Regions from separate parts of the Mus musculus genome. Here region 2 is linked to region 1. Evidence: chromatin contacts called from public HiChIP or PLAC-seq data. All regions are on one chromosome and are shown on one strand. Each heading gives the region's core, a stretch centred on a gene start, on an enhancer-like site or on the middle of the called end of the contact. The rest is flanking DNA. Distances are from core to core; before and after follow the strand shown.

The links. HiChIP or PLAC-seq counts read pairs in DNA pulled down with a chosen protein or histone mark.
Region 2: a contact with region 1 is called in a FOXA1 HiChIP or PLAC-seq map of pancreatic cancer cells. The contact joins two enhancer-like sites. A contact is called at or near these places in 4 of 39 promoter capture datasets (the 3T3-L1 cell line, HPC-7-derived erythroid cells, cranial neural crest and 1 more), 1 of 115 datasets of contacts at active chromatin or transcription factors (pancreatic cancer cells) and 1 of 9 other capture datasets (adipose tissue).

Annotation. Positions count from the first base shown.
Region 1 is chr5:138,772,472-138,780,326 of GRCm38.p6, reverse strand. All of the region lies in intron 3 of Fam20c (family with sequence similarity 20, member C), which reads right to left. Among named protein-coding and RNA genes, the nearest start is that of Fam20c, 21 kb to the right of the region's middle. Within about 2 kb of position 3,841, at least 89 of the 459 cell types and tissues checked have an H3K27ac peak or open chromatin away from gene starts, as enhancers often do. A contact at or near this core is called in pancreatic cancer cells, where this site is marked.
Region 2 is chr5:139,094,857-139,102,711 of GRCm38.p6, reverse strand. The region is part of intron 4 of Prkar1b (protein kinase, cAMP dependent regulatory, type I beta); the gene reads left to right. Among named protein-coding and RNA genes, the nearest start is that of Prkar1b, 31 kb to the left of the region's middle. Within about 2 kb of position 2,896, at least 70 of the 459 cell types and tissues checked have an H3K27ac peak or open chromatin away from gene starts, as enhancers often do. A contact at or near this core is called in pancreatic cancer cells, where this site is marked.

The DNA.
Region 1 (7,855 bases), core at 2,592-5,091:
AATCTAGACTTTCCTTTGGGAGCTATTAAAAAAAAAAGAAAACAAAACAAAACAGAAAACTGAAAATGAGCAGCTCTAATCAAACCACTTTTGGATGACCCCCCCCCCCCCAACTTTCATTTTCTTCCCCCAGGATGGAAAATTAAGATGGTATTTCCTCCTCTCTCTTTAATCTCCTGCCTCCACCTCGACACTGTGGGTTCCCTAGCAACTATCATAGCCACGGGGGGGGGGGGGGAGATGACACTTTCTGCGTGGCTGTTTCAAACAATTTTTGGAGAAAATGACTTGCTTGGACTTTTTAAAGTGGGGGTCACCTTCCCTGGAGCATCAGGAGAAAAGGTCCCAGCATAGCTGATGCTGAGGTCCCTAGGAGATCACCAAGGATGTGAGGGCGCAGCAGGTTCAGCCTGTGGTTTTGCTCTGAGCTGGCTCTGCTGGGTTTTGTAACTCATTCTTGTCCCTGCCATTTCTCAGCAGTGCTACCACCGTTTGTTAATAATTCCTTCCTGTCATAAGTAAATAGCCTTCCAGCTGTTGAGTAAGAACAGGAGATGGCTAACTGCTGAAGTTAGCCTCAGGCAATGCTGTTTTGGCCATCTGGGAAACTTTGGGGTGCCAGGGGGGCTAGTGGGACCTAAGTAGCCATAGGACCGTATGTCAGGCATTAAGATGGGGGTAGGGCAGGGGATGTGGCTCAACCAGTACTTACCTATCAAACATAATCCCTAGTACCAAGACCAGACCAAACCAAGCCAACCAACCAACCAACCAACCAACCACCAACCAACCGAACATTCCAGAAGGCTGTCAGTGAACACCTGTAATTCTCGGCCTTACGAGGTCAAGGCAGAAGAACCCAGGTTCAATGCTACCCTCAGCTACATAATGAGTTTGAGGGCAATCTGATGTGAAAATCATCTCAAAATAGAAGAAATGGAAGACAAATGGGGGTTAGGAATGTCTCGAAGACCTGTGCTGACCAGTCAGACGGTGTGGAGAGAAGCCAAAAGTGAGAGCCAGTTCTGCAGACAGATGGTGGGGGTGCATTTCCTTCTGTGCTCGGGGTCCCTGTCTGTGAATACATGAGGACATGATGGCTCTTAAGAGGCTGGCTGAGACCTTCTCACTGAGCTGGAGTCAGCATGGGTCCCTGCCCACTAGGATCACGGGCTCCCAGAACGGGAAGTTACTGGCCAGTCTTTCCTAGAGGCTCAGAGAGGCTCAGAGATAGTAGCTGTGTCCTGCACAGTTGGACGCGGGACCCTTAGACAGCAGGAGAAAGGCCATAAAGGCTCTGGCTGAACAAAGCAGGGAGAGCAAGGGAGACTCTTCAGCTGCCCACAGAGCTCTCTGATTGGTGAGCTCCGCCCCTCCCTTTCAGAGAGATCATCTGCAGATGTCATGGACCTCATTAAAGTCTGCTTGTTCTGCTGACAATGGAACTCAGGAGATAGCAGCTGTTAGAGTTGCTAGGCAGGCTACAAGCTCAGGGTACCTGCAGGCTGGCTCTGTGCCCAGGCTCAGCTGAGGATGGGTTCTCTGTGGGGGGTGGCTCCCCGCACTCCTGCTGTGTCCTGGATCTTCTGCTGCCCCGATGTCTAGGCTGGCTCTGCCAGAGTTATTGCTTGCTTGTTTTTCAAAATTAATATGGATCGTGTTCCTGTGACTACAAACCTAATCCTCAGATCTGGAAATGACTCAACGGTCTACACCTGAGCCATTGTGGTGCTCTCCAAGGCAGGAAGGTCACAGACGGTGCTCCAAAGAAAGCAACAGAGAAACTCCCTCGACACCAACAGCCCCTTCTGCAAAGTTACTGCAAGGATATGTCCACCCCCAACATCATTTGCTCCACAAGTCCAGGTCCCAGCTGCTACAGTGGAGTTAGTTACTATTTTGGCCCTGGACCACAGAAATGTTCATATGCTCACCCACATGTATGTACATGTAGCCTACAAACACACATGCACTAGACAGGAACAATGCAATAACCCACATATAGAAGCATACATAATAAACACCCATACACACAAGCACACACATGTAATAAATATGAGCGCCTACAATAGATACCCCCACAAAGAAGCATACATAGACAATGCACATGAACCTATATATGTAATACATACCTGTACATATAAGAATACACATATAATACATACCTACACATGTGCAAAATATACTCATATAAGAACACGTGCATGAAATATGCAAACACATGAATGTACATGGAATACATACTTATGTATACAACCACATATACATATATATGTACACATAGCTGTATACTCTCACCCAGCATGTTCCATGCATAATGTGTACTTTCTTCACATTGGGTGCCCCCCACGTCCCAGGTACACTGAGCCTCTCCACTCTGCATTGCTCAGACCTGAACCCTGGGTCTCCAAGCCCTCAGCAAATACCAGTGGCAACCCACTCAATATTACCCCAAGCCCTTAGGGGCTTTCCCCATTAGACATCTGCTTCCTGCAACAGTGCCTGGGAAATCAGACCACAGGCTTCAATGAGAGGCTTGAGGAATCAGACAGAGTCTCTCAAGATGTCCAGAGGTGCTGCTGGGCTGCTGTAAACCTGGTTCCCTCCATCTTCACGCCAGTGCCCTGGTGAGGCCCACCCCATCACTCATAGCATGTTCTCATTCCCTGGTCCCTACCAATTGCCATGTTCTTGGTCTCATTCTTGACCCTATGTCTGTAGCCTTGCCTCTGATGTCATCAGGGGCCACCTCTTGTTCTTGCTGCTTAGTGTATTGCAGGGAGCAGTAGATAAAAGAGTGCCATAGCCCATGTTCTCATCAGATGCCATTCAGAAAGTGACTTAGGCAGCTTTCAAAGTCTCATGTGAAGTCACAGGTTGTGCCTGTGGTCTGTGGCCAATCTCTACCTTCAATCCTAGTTTGAGGTGCTCTCTTCAAAATCTGTGCCTGCTCATGACCCGGCTGCTCCAGATCCTCATGAACACTGCCTTCTAGACCAGTGGTTCTCAACCTGTGCCTATCCTTGGCTGTTCTTTGGGGTTGAATGACCCTTTCACAGTAGTTGCATATCAGATATCCTGCAAGCCAGAAGTTTATTTACACTGTAATTCATAACCGTAGAGAAATTACAACCATGAAGTAGCAATGAGATAACTTAATGGTTGAGGGTTCACCACAACACAAGGAGTTGTGTACAAGGGCCACAGTGTCAGGAAGGCTGAGAACCACCATTCTAGACTAGCCAGAGTGGCTGGCTACAAAGCGGCTCTGCACATATGGTACATAGAGCTGGTGGTAGGGTTACCCTGCCTGTCCCTAGACCCTCCAGAGTTCTATGTTCCACTGCCTGAATGTGCTCCCCTTACAATGAGGTCTACTCCCCTCTAAACTGCCTCTGCACGGTTCTGTGTTGATGGTCTCATGGGACAGGAAGTATGTCTTCCTCATGATGGCTCAGCTGAGAAAGCTGAACCATACCAAACAGGGAGCCTTCCCTGATGACTCTGTCAGACAAGTCCATCTCCCAGAGGCCAGATCTCTTGAGCATGGTGAGTCACAGGGCAACCCAGATAATATGAAGGGGTTCAGGCTGCCCCTTGATGAGTGACTGAAGGTTTAAGCTCTGACCTTTAGTCCCTATTCAAGAGCACATGGAAGCATCAGAAAGCTAGGAGGCCAGGCCTTAAAACAGCCAAGGATGGGCACAGGCTGGGAGGCCAGTGTAAGCTGACAGTACATACAAAAGGGTCCTTGTCTACTTCTGGCCAGGCCCAGGCCTCTGTTGGCTCCACACCCGTGACCAGGATTGGGCAATCTGTTTGCTTTGGGGGCCTGGAGAAGGCACAGAGCAGCCAAAGTATGAGCTGTTCACCAGCAGGCCAGCTGATCCTTAGAAATCTCTAACCCTGTTCACTGGGCTTCAAACCTGAGTGTTGCTGAGCCTTGCCATGGCCACCCCTGTGTGATGTTCTGTTTGACTTGTCAGACTGCATTAAGGTCCCTTGCCTACCCCAGGAATACACAGAGGTTCCCTGCCCACCGCAGGAACACACTGAGGTCTCCTGCCCTCCCCAGGAACACACTGAGGCCTTCTGTCCACCCCAGGAACACACAGAGGTTCCCTGCCCACCCCAGGAACACACGAGATTCCCTGCCCACTCCAGGAACATGTTCATATGTCCCTTCCTGACTTTAGAACTTCTCTGACATCTCCTCCTCAGTCCAGGACCACACTAGGCCTCCTTCCAGGGTGGGCCCAGCATCTGAAACTCTCTTATTTCCCTCCCAGTTTTCTCTCTCCGTCCTAATGTTGAACAGGGCCCTGCCCTTTTTGGAGTAGATGGCTAACCCCCAGCATGAGATCTCTGCCTCAAATGTTTCTACTGTCTCAGATACCTTTTTAATCCCCAGATTTAAGTGTGCCACAAATGTGTCTGGTGCCCATGGAGATGAGAAGAGGGCATCAGATAATCTGAGGCTAGAGTTACAGATGTTATGAGCTGCATGTGGGTGCTGAGGGCTGGGTAAGAGCAACCAGTTCTCTCAGTTGCTGAGCCATCTCTCCAGCCCTGTTTCAGGCACTCTGCATTTTCCTTCCTTCGCGCATAACATCTGCTTTTGGGGCCAAACTTGAGTTTCTGTGAAATGAATAATGTCTCCATCCCACCCTTCCTTCTTCACCTTCTGCCAGCTCTTCCCCAACGCCTTCTTACTGGTGACCAGGCTTCCTGTCACCAAGCAAAGGAACACAAAGAGAAAAGGGGCCTGTAGTGTGCCGGGCTATCAGGACAGACTCTTACCTCAAAGGGTTCTGAGCAAGACATCCCTGGATCTAGGCTGGGCCAGATGAGCTGTAGGTATCACTCTGTTACCTGCCACCTCCTACCTCCTGACCAGCCAAGGCCAAGGCCACAATCTGCACAGAAAGCATTCGAGGACACCCACAATCCTCGGATGTCTATCATGAGGACTAACTAGACTCAGTCTGGGGTATAAGGTTCCTACTGTGACCTCAGTGGACAGTGAGTCATACAAGTGTGTCAAAGGGCCACAGTGCTTGGTTCAGTGTAGACTACTGAGATCACCAGCATACTGTACAACACTACGGAAAGCCCCAGAGGCACTGGACATGGTGGCATTCGCCGACAGTCTTAGCTCAGCACTCAAGAGCCTGATGCAGGAGGATTACTGCATATTGAAGGCCAACCTGAGCTAAAGAGTGAGTTCCAGACCAGCCTGGACTAGAGTGGTTATGTCTTTTCACCACACAATATCTGGCTCCAGGCTCAGGCAGCCTTTCTTCTAAGCGGTAGTGCCCCAAGGGCCTGGCACCTAAGCCAGGAATCCTGGCTTCATCCCTGGCCTGTGGCCTGGGCCTTGTTTACTCTCACCTGTTCAAGCTTTGTTCTTCTCCGTGAAGAAAAGTCCGTCACAAAAAAAAAATAATACACATATGTGATCTCCAGGAAGATTAAAGAACATGATGTGTGCTCAAGAGGTGGCATTTACATACAGCCATCCAGCTGCCCACAGACACCCAGACCACCCACCAAGCTGCAGAACCTAACCTTGTCACACAGCCAACTGTCCCAGACACAAAATCACCCAGCTACAATACTGCCCACAGTCACACAGCCACCTATGGGCATCCAAGCTATTTCTAAGTACTCAATCGCCCAGACAGGCAACCACCCACAGCTACTAACTGCATAGTAACTTGACTGTCCAGGATATTCTAAGTCAGATCTCCTTCCTCATGTGAGGCCCACTTAGGGTAGCCCTTCCCCACACTATTGATGGCACCTCAGTCCCAGCCCACAGGTATGGAAAGATCTGAAAGGTAGTGGGTCCTCAAATGTCATCAGCCACAAGGCCAGAAGTGTTCTCTTCACTTGCTCCTATGTCCCATCACTGTGCCCAGTGAAAGGTCCCCACCCCCCCCCCAACCCCTCTGGCTAGTCTTTGTCAACTTAACACAACATTGGAAAAGGGAACCTTAGTTGAGGAATTGCGTCCATAAGACTGGTCTTTGGTATGTCTATGAGGCATTAATTACTGATGTGAGAGGGCACAGGTCCTGTGGGTAGTGTCACCCTTGGCCAGGTGGTCCTGGGTTGTATAAAAAAAGCAAGCCGAGCCATCCATGGGTGTCAAGCCAGTGAGCAGTGTTCCTTCACGGTTTCTGCATTTTACATCCTGCTTCTAGGTTCCTCCTTATAGCTCCTGCCTTGACTTCTCTCAATGATGGCCTATAAGCCACAGACACCCTCTATTCTCTTAGTTGCTCTGGGTCAGTGTGTTGTTTTTCTTTTAATCACAGCTACAAAGCATCAGACTACCACAGTTTCCTAGGCAGCCTCCTCCATCACACTGCCCAGCCTGCTTCCTTTCCTCACTCTTTCATCCCCGTGCCCCACAGCATCCTTTCCATCTCCCCAGCTCCTCCATTCTGTACCAAAGCAGGAACTGTGTGCCCTCAACCCAGAACACTGATCCGAGCCAGGAGCAAGTGTCCGTCCGAATCCTAAACGCCCTCAGGTCACTAACCTCGCTCAGTGCTTATGTCTGTGATCCGAGCCAGGAGCAAGTGTCCGTCCGAATCCTAAACGCCCTCAGGTCACTAACCTCGCTCAGTGCTTATGTCTGTGCTCAGACCCCAGATGTCTCCCCCTGGATCCCACAGGAAGGTGTGACCTCTGTGGCCAAGGGTGACACCACCTGTGCCCTCTCACATCAGTAATTAATGCCTCACAGACATACCAAAGACCAGCTTCAGCATCCAGCCCTGAACTCTTGCTAAGTAGCTGTAGGGAAGGAGCTGAAGTCCCGGGTGGACATCTGTGTCTAGTACCTGCTGCCTATGCTTCAGACAGAGCGGCTGGAACCTTGTAGGGACTCAATCCTGACGGTGTCAGACAACCTCTTGTGTGCAGGGCTCCTTCTGTGGCCAGGACATATCTGACCTTCACACTCATCATGACCTCCCTGAAGGATGCTTTCAGCTGAGTGTTCTTGCAAGGCTGTCCTTCTTTCCAGCCCTGACTCTCTTCAGGGAAGCCTGCTGGTCCATCTGTCTGTGCCACAGGAGTTCTTCCTTCCATACATTCTGTGCACGACTACATAAGCAGCAGTCAGAGCTGCCCTGGGGGGCTGGGCGCACACTGCCTCATCCCCTCTCAAGCGCACAAGTGACATGACCCTCGCTCAGGGTTCACAGCCCTGTGGCTTTCTCACGAGCCTGGGCCTTGAATCACCTCTGTGCCAGGCCCAACCCAGGAGCTTTGGAAGTACCTGCTGCTGCTAGATGAGTATTTCAGCCACGAGACAGTCCCACTGCATCATGGGGCAGCCTCAGGCATGCCCGGAAGGTTCTTTTCCAAGAAACAACTTGATGTTTGTATTGTTGAGGCCTGCACTGACCCCACCCTGCTGAGCTCCGCTCTTGCAAGAAGCCTCTGGAGAATCATCCCAGGGCATATCCTAGGCTAACTCCCAAAGGTAGACTTGGGATGAGCTCTCTGGCCTCATCTTGCAAGTCTTTGTGGGCAGAGGATAAACTGAATTCCAGTGAGGCCTCATGGTTTCCCTAACAGAGACAAACATTTTTTTTTTATATTAAAGTTTAAATAGTCCACCAAAAGCACAAATAACAGATGGAATAAAATATACACTTTAAAAGCTCATATCCTATACCTCATTAGATACCGTCTATGTAAAAAGAGTCATTTAACCCTCTGATAACAGAGACAAATAACCAGCCAACTGTGGCAACTCCAGAGAAGATACACACATACAACACACACACACACACACACACACACACACACACACACACACACACACACGCATGCATGC
Region 2 (7,855 bases), core at 1,647-4,146, 320 kb before region 1:
CATGTGTGTGTGTGCACATGTGCATGTGAACACACACACACACTTACAGTCCATTTAGCATTGCTCATAGGTACATATGCTTAGGGCTGTCCATGTGGGATTGGATAACCTATCAGGGGGCTCATCCCCAGGGAAGACTGATGCTCCCCCTCTTACCAGCCATCTACTGTGGCTCTCCATCAAGGAGTGGGGCCTCGTGGACTTGTCAGTATTCCTGTGTGAACCCAGGCATTGCTATGGGGTCTGGGATTCGAACTTAGGTCCTTGTGCTTGCACATTAAGCACTTTATCTGCCGAACAATCTCCCTAGCCCCTTTCTGCCTTTGTGAGACATGGTCTCATTATGCAGCTCAGGTAAGCCTTGGGCTTGGTATCTTCCTGCCTCAGCTTCCTGATGGCTGAGATAGTAGGTAGGGCTACGACACCTGGCCTAACTTACCCTTTGTGGGCATGCTGTGGGTACGTGGCTGATTTCAGCTGGGCTGGTCTTGCCAGCCCTGCTCTCTGTCATATAAATATAGGCAGTAAGTCCTGCTGTGTCTGATCACTGATAATGCTCTGGAATTGTGGGATCTCCAGCCAAGTGACCATGAAGTGGAGGAAGCAGATAGCTAACCTAAATGACATTTCTTTGCAAGGCTGTCCTGGGAAGCAAGGGTTCACGCATGGCGTGTGTGTCTGCTTCAGGCCTATTGTTTTCCACAGAGGAAAACTCACTTTTCATATGTACACAGTACACTCTGATTCCTGGCCAGGGAGCTGGCTCAGGAAGTGGTCCTGAGGGAACAGGCAGGGAGGCTTCATCTCTGATCTCTCACGTGCTGCTCTGTGCAGCTTCCAGAACTGCCTTCCCCGTTCCCTGTGTTCTCGAAGCCAGGCTCAGCAGCTCTGGCTTGATGCGGTTTGGCAGGAGCAGAGTTCCAAGACTTTAGGCTTTGAGCCCTAGCCCTGGGTTCCTCTCTCCTGACAGGGGTGAAAAGAAGCGAGCAACAGCCGCCCTTCCCTGTGGGGTCTGCTTGCAGCGTGAGCGCACCTCCTTTCCTGATGGCCTCTCTGTGCAGATTAGGACAAGCTCATTGTCAGGGGATGAGCAATTTTGTTCTTGTCAGTTTATCTTGGACTTTTCCTAAGACACTTGCTTGGAAAGGAGAAAGATGATGTTGAGATAAATCCTTTTATTTAGAAGAGGATGATGGGACTCTGGAGATGGCTCAGTTACTAAAGCGCTTCTGAGTTCAATCCCTAGAATCCACATAAAATAGGTGGGTGTGGTGGCACATGCTCCTAATTCCAGCAGAGGAAGGTAGACACAGGCACATCTCTGGGCAGCTGGCTAGCCTAGCCTAATTGGTCAGCCCTAAGCCAGACAGAAAACAAGATGGACAGAAGCTGAGGAACAGCAGCTGAAGTCACTGTGGGCCTCCATACACATGCGTAGAGCTATGTCCCCATACATACGCATCTGTGCGCACACACACAAGTTCATGCTTAGCTGATAAGATCTGAGACAGTCAGTTGTGTTCCTAGTCGGCACCTATTGAAGGCTCTCTGGGCTTTTGCCCAAGGTTTGAACTTGTGGCTTCAGTTTCCTTTCTTGTCCTCTGCCGAAGGCAACAACACACATCAGAAGCAGAGCCAGCATCCTAGCCTGTCGTGTCTCCATGATGACAGGTCATGTCATCTTCTCTCTACCACCTGCATAGGGATGAGAACACTGAGCATTCTGGATATGTGCAGCCAAGAGAGCTGGCTCCTGCTGCTGGGAGCATCCTCAGAACACTCAGTATGTGGGGGTCCTTGTGTCCTGAGGTGACTTCCATGTGCCCTGGTGGGTGATGGGGTCCTGAGCTAGATAATGGTGCAAGCACACTTGTGTATATGATCACTTAGATACAACTTCGGGTGTGTTAAAATGTCTTTGGAGAGAGTTGTGTACATTGTGACTGTGATGACATTCTCTGGGCTTCAATGTCAAGTGAGGGTAAGAAGACCTACTATACAGCAAAGCCCATATGTGTATGATTGTTAGAGTCATCACCATCAGCATTAGTATCACCATCTCTCCATTGCACTCCATTAATACGGTCCTCACCATCATCCCACCATCACCATCATCCCCACCATCCCCTTCATCCCCTTCATCCCCACCATCTCCTTCATTCCCCACCATCCCCTTCATTCCCCATTACCATTGCCAGCATCAGCACAGTTACCAGCACCACCATCTCTAAATTTGTAAATTATAATTAAGTGAATCTATGTAAGTATGGGCATGGGTACATGAGAGTGCCTGTGGAAGTCGGAGTCATTGGATCCTCGTAAGCTGGAGTCAGAGGCAATTGTGAGCCCCACAACATGGGTTTGGGGAGTAGAACTCTTGTCCTCTGTAAGAGCAGTGTTTGTTCTTTTTTGTTGCTGTGTTGTTTTTTTTTTTTTTGAAACAGGGTTTCTTTGTATAGCCCTCCCTGTCCTGGAATTAGCTCTATAGATCAGACTCAGAGATCTGCCTGCCTCTTTTAACATACCAAGTGCTGAGATTAAAGGTGTGCACCACTGTGCCTGGCTTCAGTATTTACCCTTAACAGCTAAGCCATCATCTCTCCAGCCCCATCGTTGCCACTGTCACTTGTCACCATAATTGCCATCATCATGACACTTCCATCTATTCTTCCCTCTGTCCTTTGGCTGGGTGGCCAGGCAGCAACTATCAGTGGGCTTCTCCCTATCTCTTCTCTTCATTCCTCAGAGACTGGACCTGCTGCCAAATGCACTTGCACACAGTCCCCCACTGTGACTCAGCACTTAGGAAGTGCCAGTGTCACCATGAGACCACTTCAGGAGAGCCTCAGTTAGTTGGCAGGCTGCTGTGGACTTTGAGACACCCACGCTCAGAAGGAAGGTCTCCAGAGGCTGTTCTATACAAAAGAGCTCCCCAGGGCCCAGTCTAGGGAAGGCTTTTGTCCCTGGTTCTGGAACTAGCATCAAGTGTCCAAGTTGGGGGTTGAACCAGGTTGTCACTTCCCCACCACCTGCCCCTTCATGACCCCTCTGTGCAGAGTCAACATGCTCTTGGCAAGTACCCCAGGTGGCAGCAAGTATGCCCTTCTGGTTAGTGTCTCCATCAGAGGCCAGCAGGCCCTCACCCCTCCCACTGAAGCAGGGCAGTTACTGCTTGGCTAGAGTCCCAGCATCCTCAAAATACAGCTCCCAGGGCACTCAGAAGCCCTGGGATGCTCTGGGAAGGAGGTGGAGACTCTTGGGGCTCCATCCTTTTCCTTCCCAGGTGTTTGATGGGTGCCCCAAGAGGGCGCATGACTGAGCCCTAGGGGCCAAGCAGTGTGGTAATTAGGAAGCATTGCGTGTTTGCGGCATGTGTTGGGCCCTCGGCTGGGGGCCTCATTACCTGAGCCAACAGAAGGGCTGCCAGGTGCATCACCCAGTAGCTGGGTTCTCTGCTGCTCTAATTAAAATCTCCCGGCCTCTGGCCTGAGCCTGGCTCCCACAGCTGTCTCCTGTTATCTGTGTGGTCTCACTTCCTCCCACCCGCCTATCTCTGCAGCTTGTTTTTGCACAAATTGGCTCTGGGCCTCAGGTGATGGGAAAAACACGCTGTCTGCCGAGTCATATGCAGCCAGGGGAGCTGGCTCCCGCTGCTGGGCGCATTCTCGGCCCCCTTCCTTCTCTCCAGCCTGGCAAGGGCTTTGAGGCTCTGTGCTTCCCTTCCAGGCAGTGTTGAAAAACAAAATTAGCATTTTTGTAAAAATACGAAGCCTCATTTTGAAGAGAAGCTTAATGGCCTACAGAATCAGATTCGGTTTTCTTCTTCATGAAGTCAGGTTTGCCCTGGGCTAAGGTTAGCGAGTCTTTGGCTGTATCCAGGGACTTGGATAAGAAATGGAATCTGAAGTTGGAAACTTGCCTTAATGATACTAGCTCCATGTTCTATCATCTTTTCTCTCTCTCTCTCTTCCATTCTCCCTCCCTGCCTCCCTTCCTTCCTTTTTTTCTTATTTGGAAGCACGGGGAATTGAACCTAGGGCCTTGTACATGTTAGATGAGTACTCTACTGCTGAGCCATACTCTGGCCTCTCACTGGGGGATTCTAGGCAGGTGTGAGGAATATAACTTTTCCTTGTTTAATTTTAATTTTGAGACAAGTTCTTGCCAAGTACGGGAGGTAGGCTCTGTAGTCTGTTGGCAGACTTAAGCTTTCCATTCTGCTGTCCCAGATAGCTGGGCTGAGAGGCCTGAACCCCATGGCCCTGTAAAGGGTGTTCATTATCTTGAAGGGCCTCCTAGCATCTCTCCTGAGGCTGGACTGTTCATGTTACAGAGGTTAAGCAGGCTACCTTAGGTTGCCTGTATGAACAGTTATAGCCTTTTGAAGAGAACAGTAGTTTTCCTCATGTCTAGACTTTTCTAGCAAGTGGGTCTTATGGAGGTGGTGGGTAGAATGCCCTGCAACCACAAGGTAGTGCCACTGTTGTTGGAGAATGTTTCTGAAAAGGATCCTAGAGCTGCATTCGCCCAGAGTATGGCAGTGATCCAGTGTAGCACTCAGGTGCTCTTCCTGACTGTGGCCATCCATGTTTGTGTGGCTCTTGCCTGTGACCTTGTCTGGTCAGGAGAGCTAATATTAACTGGCAGGATCTAGAATCACTAGGGGGCAGATCCCTGTCTGTGATGGAGTAGATTAGGTTAACCGAGGTGGGGAGATCCACCCTGAATGTGGGTAGAATCATCCCATGGGCTGAGGTCCTGGACTGAACAAAGAGGGCAGTGAACATCTGGAGTCATCTCTCTCTGCTTCCTGGTGGCACCTTGTTGTGTGATCTTTCTGGATATCACAAGCAAATATCTACTGTTCTAAGATAGGCTACCAATGGCAGAGCTAAGACACAATTACATCAAAGTCCAACTTTGTGGACCAATGAATTTATTGGGGTTACTTACGGGAGTGTAGGTGGTGAGTTACTTACAGGGGCAGGTGATAGGTATTCTCTGGTGACAAAATGAGCCAATTCAAGCGGAATTAAAGTATAAAGACAGGTTTATTAGGGGGCAGTTCTTGGGCAGGTTCACTGACCTCACCAGAGGAGGTCAGTGAAGTCAGTGTGCAGACAAGGAGACAGAAAAGTGGGGAGTAGGGAGCAGAGAGAAAAGAGAGAGCCAAAATGTCTGGATTATATAGTGAAGTGCCTCTGGATAAGAGGAAGCCCAGTCCTGGGCTGCAGACTTCAGTGTAGAGGGCAGGGTATGCTGGGAGAATCTGGAGACCAGGTCTGCCTTGATGTGTTAAAGAGGCACCTCAGCCTCTTGTCCCACGTCTGAATTCCCTTTGAGGGACCATTTAAAGGCAGGTGCATCATGGAAAGCCCATCCCAGCATGTATGACAGCTGTTCAAACTTGCAACTCTGGAGCTCTCCAAATAACTTGCAGGCAGCTAGACAGAAGAGTCAGTCTCTTCCCTCCCCAGCAAGCTTTATTACTTAAAGCAACTCGCTCCTCCAAGGTTTTCTTAATCTTGTAAATTTCAGGGACTTTCTGAGACTTATAAGTTGTTTAGTTTCTGAGTCTTCAAAAACCTCACTCCAGGATGCAAGTGTTTCAGAATGCAATGTGACCCCTGCCTCACACTTCTGTGGATATGCCTTCCATATCATGATGGTCCATAGACATGTGAGCCAAAAATAGACCCTTCCATTCTTAAGTTCCCTTGTCAAGTATTCTGTTACAGCAACAAGAAAGTTACCAGTACAGTGCTTAATGTCTTTTAAATTTCTAGAATTCCATAGGGTGCCAAGAGTCCCTCTCTGAGCAACTCATCTTCTTAGGTGAGTGAGCAGTATTGTAAGGGGTAAAAAGGCTCTGTTCTCTCAGCACTTGTGTGAAGGGGCAGGAGATGGGCTTTTCTTCGGAAAGAACCTCTGCAAGACTCTGAGGCAGCTCACATAGGTCCAAGGGTTTCCTCTTTGCAGCTCAGCAGGTCCAGGCCCTTCGGCTATAGGTTTTTGTAAGATGTTCTCTGGTAGTGTGCTGGACCATTGTAGCCCTTTTCAACCTCCTGGTGATTTGGTCCCAGAAGAGAGGCCCTGGTTCTTCTAGGTACCCTAGGTTTTCCCTTGTCTCTGTCCATTAGCTCCAATGTGTAAAAATATTCCACTTAGGTCCAGTGGCTTGTTAGGGATGCACTAGTGGGCTATGGATGAGGGAGACTATAAGGAAAGCCCAAGCAAGGGGTCAGCAGTTTGGGCTTGGTGTGTCTTACCTCTAGAGGATCCCATGCCACAAGTGGCTTCTTCACATTCATGTGGATGACCCACTCCCACCTCCATTTGTTAGGGAGGGAAACAGGAGGCTTCATGGCTTCTTTAGAGCTGAAATCAGACTTTCTGTGGGTCCTAGATACCTGACAGCTCCCTGGGCCAGCATCCTAGGACATTTCCTGTCCCCCTGGCTAGGCTGGCCACTGTTGGGTGAGCTGCTGGTGCATTACTGCCTCTTCCACTGATAGCATAGTCCCCACATAGGACACAGAGAGCTGGCATCCCTTTGCCTATGGACCCAAAGCTTGTGACAAACCTAGAGTCTTTAGGGACCCTGGATCAATGGTTTCATGGACTCATCCATGTGGCATCTTGGATATAACTGTCCCCTTCACTCCCAAATTTGTTATGTGTGACCAAACACATCCGAACCTTCGTCTGCTCACACCAGATGGGGAGCTCACAACAGACCAGAGTAGACTGTACAAAAGTCAACTCGGTGAACCAATGAATCTTTATTGGAGTTACCAACAGGAGTACGGGTGAGAGGTCGCTTACACGAGCAGGGCTGACTCAGAAGCAGCTGTATCACTGACAAGTTCAACCCAGCCTTGGAGACACTCACAAACACAGCAACCATGGAGCCCTCTGAAAGATCTGCAGGCAGCTCAATGGGTCCAGGAATCTCCTTCTGGCAGCCTCCCCCATCCCCCTCCCCGTAACCTCTCCCTCCACCAGTGTCATCCCTCTGCAATTATTTACTTTGTCTACAAAGCTGGGGAGGGGCCTTGAGAATCTTGGAAATTCCCACTTTTCCCACACTTGTGTTTTGTTTACCTCTGGAGTCTCAGGAGCCACCCCTCCCCCACCTCTGAAGGAAACTGCTAGAATTTCAAGTGTGAAGACTCAGTCTAGGGGTGGGGGTAGAGGTACAGGGCAGATTCTCACCAGGAGGAAAGCCTTCTGATCAGAGGAGGAGTTCCTAGCAGGAGCGGAGGTGCTGGGCAGTACAGAGCCTGACATGGGATGGACATCTTGGTGGGAAGCTGTGTGTGTGTGTGTGTGTGTGTGTGTGTGTGTGTGTGTGTAAATGAGAGTGCAGACTAGAGTCCAGGATGACTTGTTTTGCACCACCAGTTTGTGAGGCATCCTTTGTAGACTAGCCTTGTGTTAGCCCATGTCATGCTCACCCAGTGCCCATTCTCACCTGCACTCATATCCTTTCCTGACTCCATCTATCCCCCGCAACCTTGATTTATTCATTATGCAGGTGTTTCTGTACAGTGGATGCTCTGGGTACATGAGGCATCTGTGGTACCTGTGGTACTGGGTACCAGTGGGTGGTACTAACTAGGTCAGGCTCCTCTTTAGGTTCTAAGCTGATTGCTTACAGTGTGTGTGTGTGTGTGTGTGTGTGTGTGTGTGTGTGTGTGTGATATGTATGTGGATAAATGTGTCTGTGTGGGTGTACATGCATGTGGAAACCAGAGGGTCAACCTTGAGCATCATCTTAGGAGCCAATCATCTTAGTTTTTCTTCTTCCTCTTCTTTTGTGTGTGTGTGTGTGTGTGTGTGTGTGTGTGTGAGA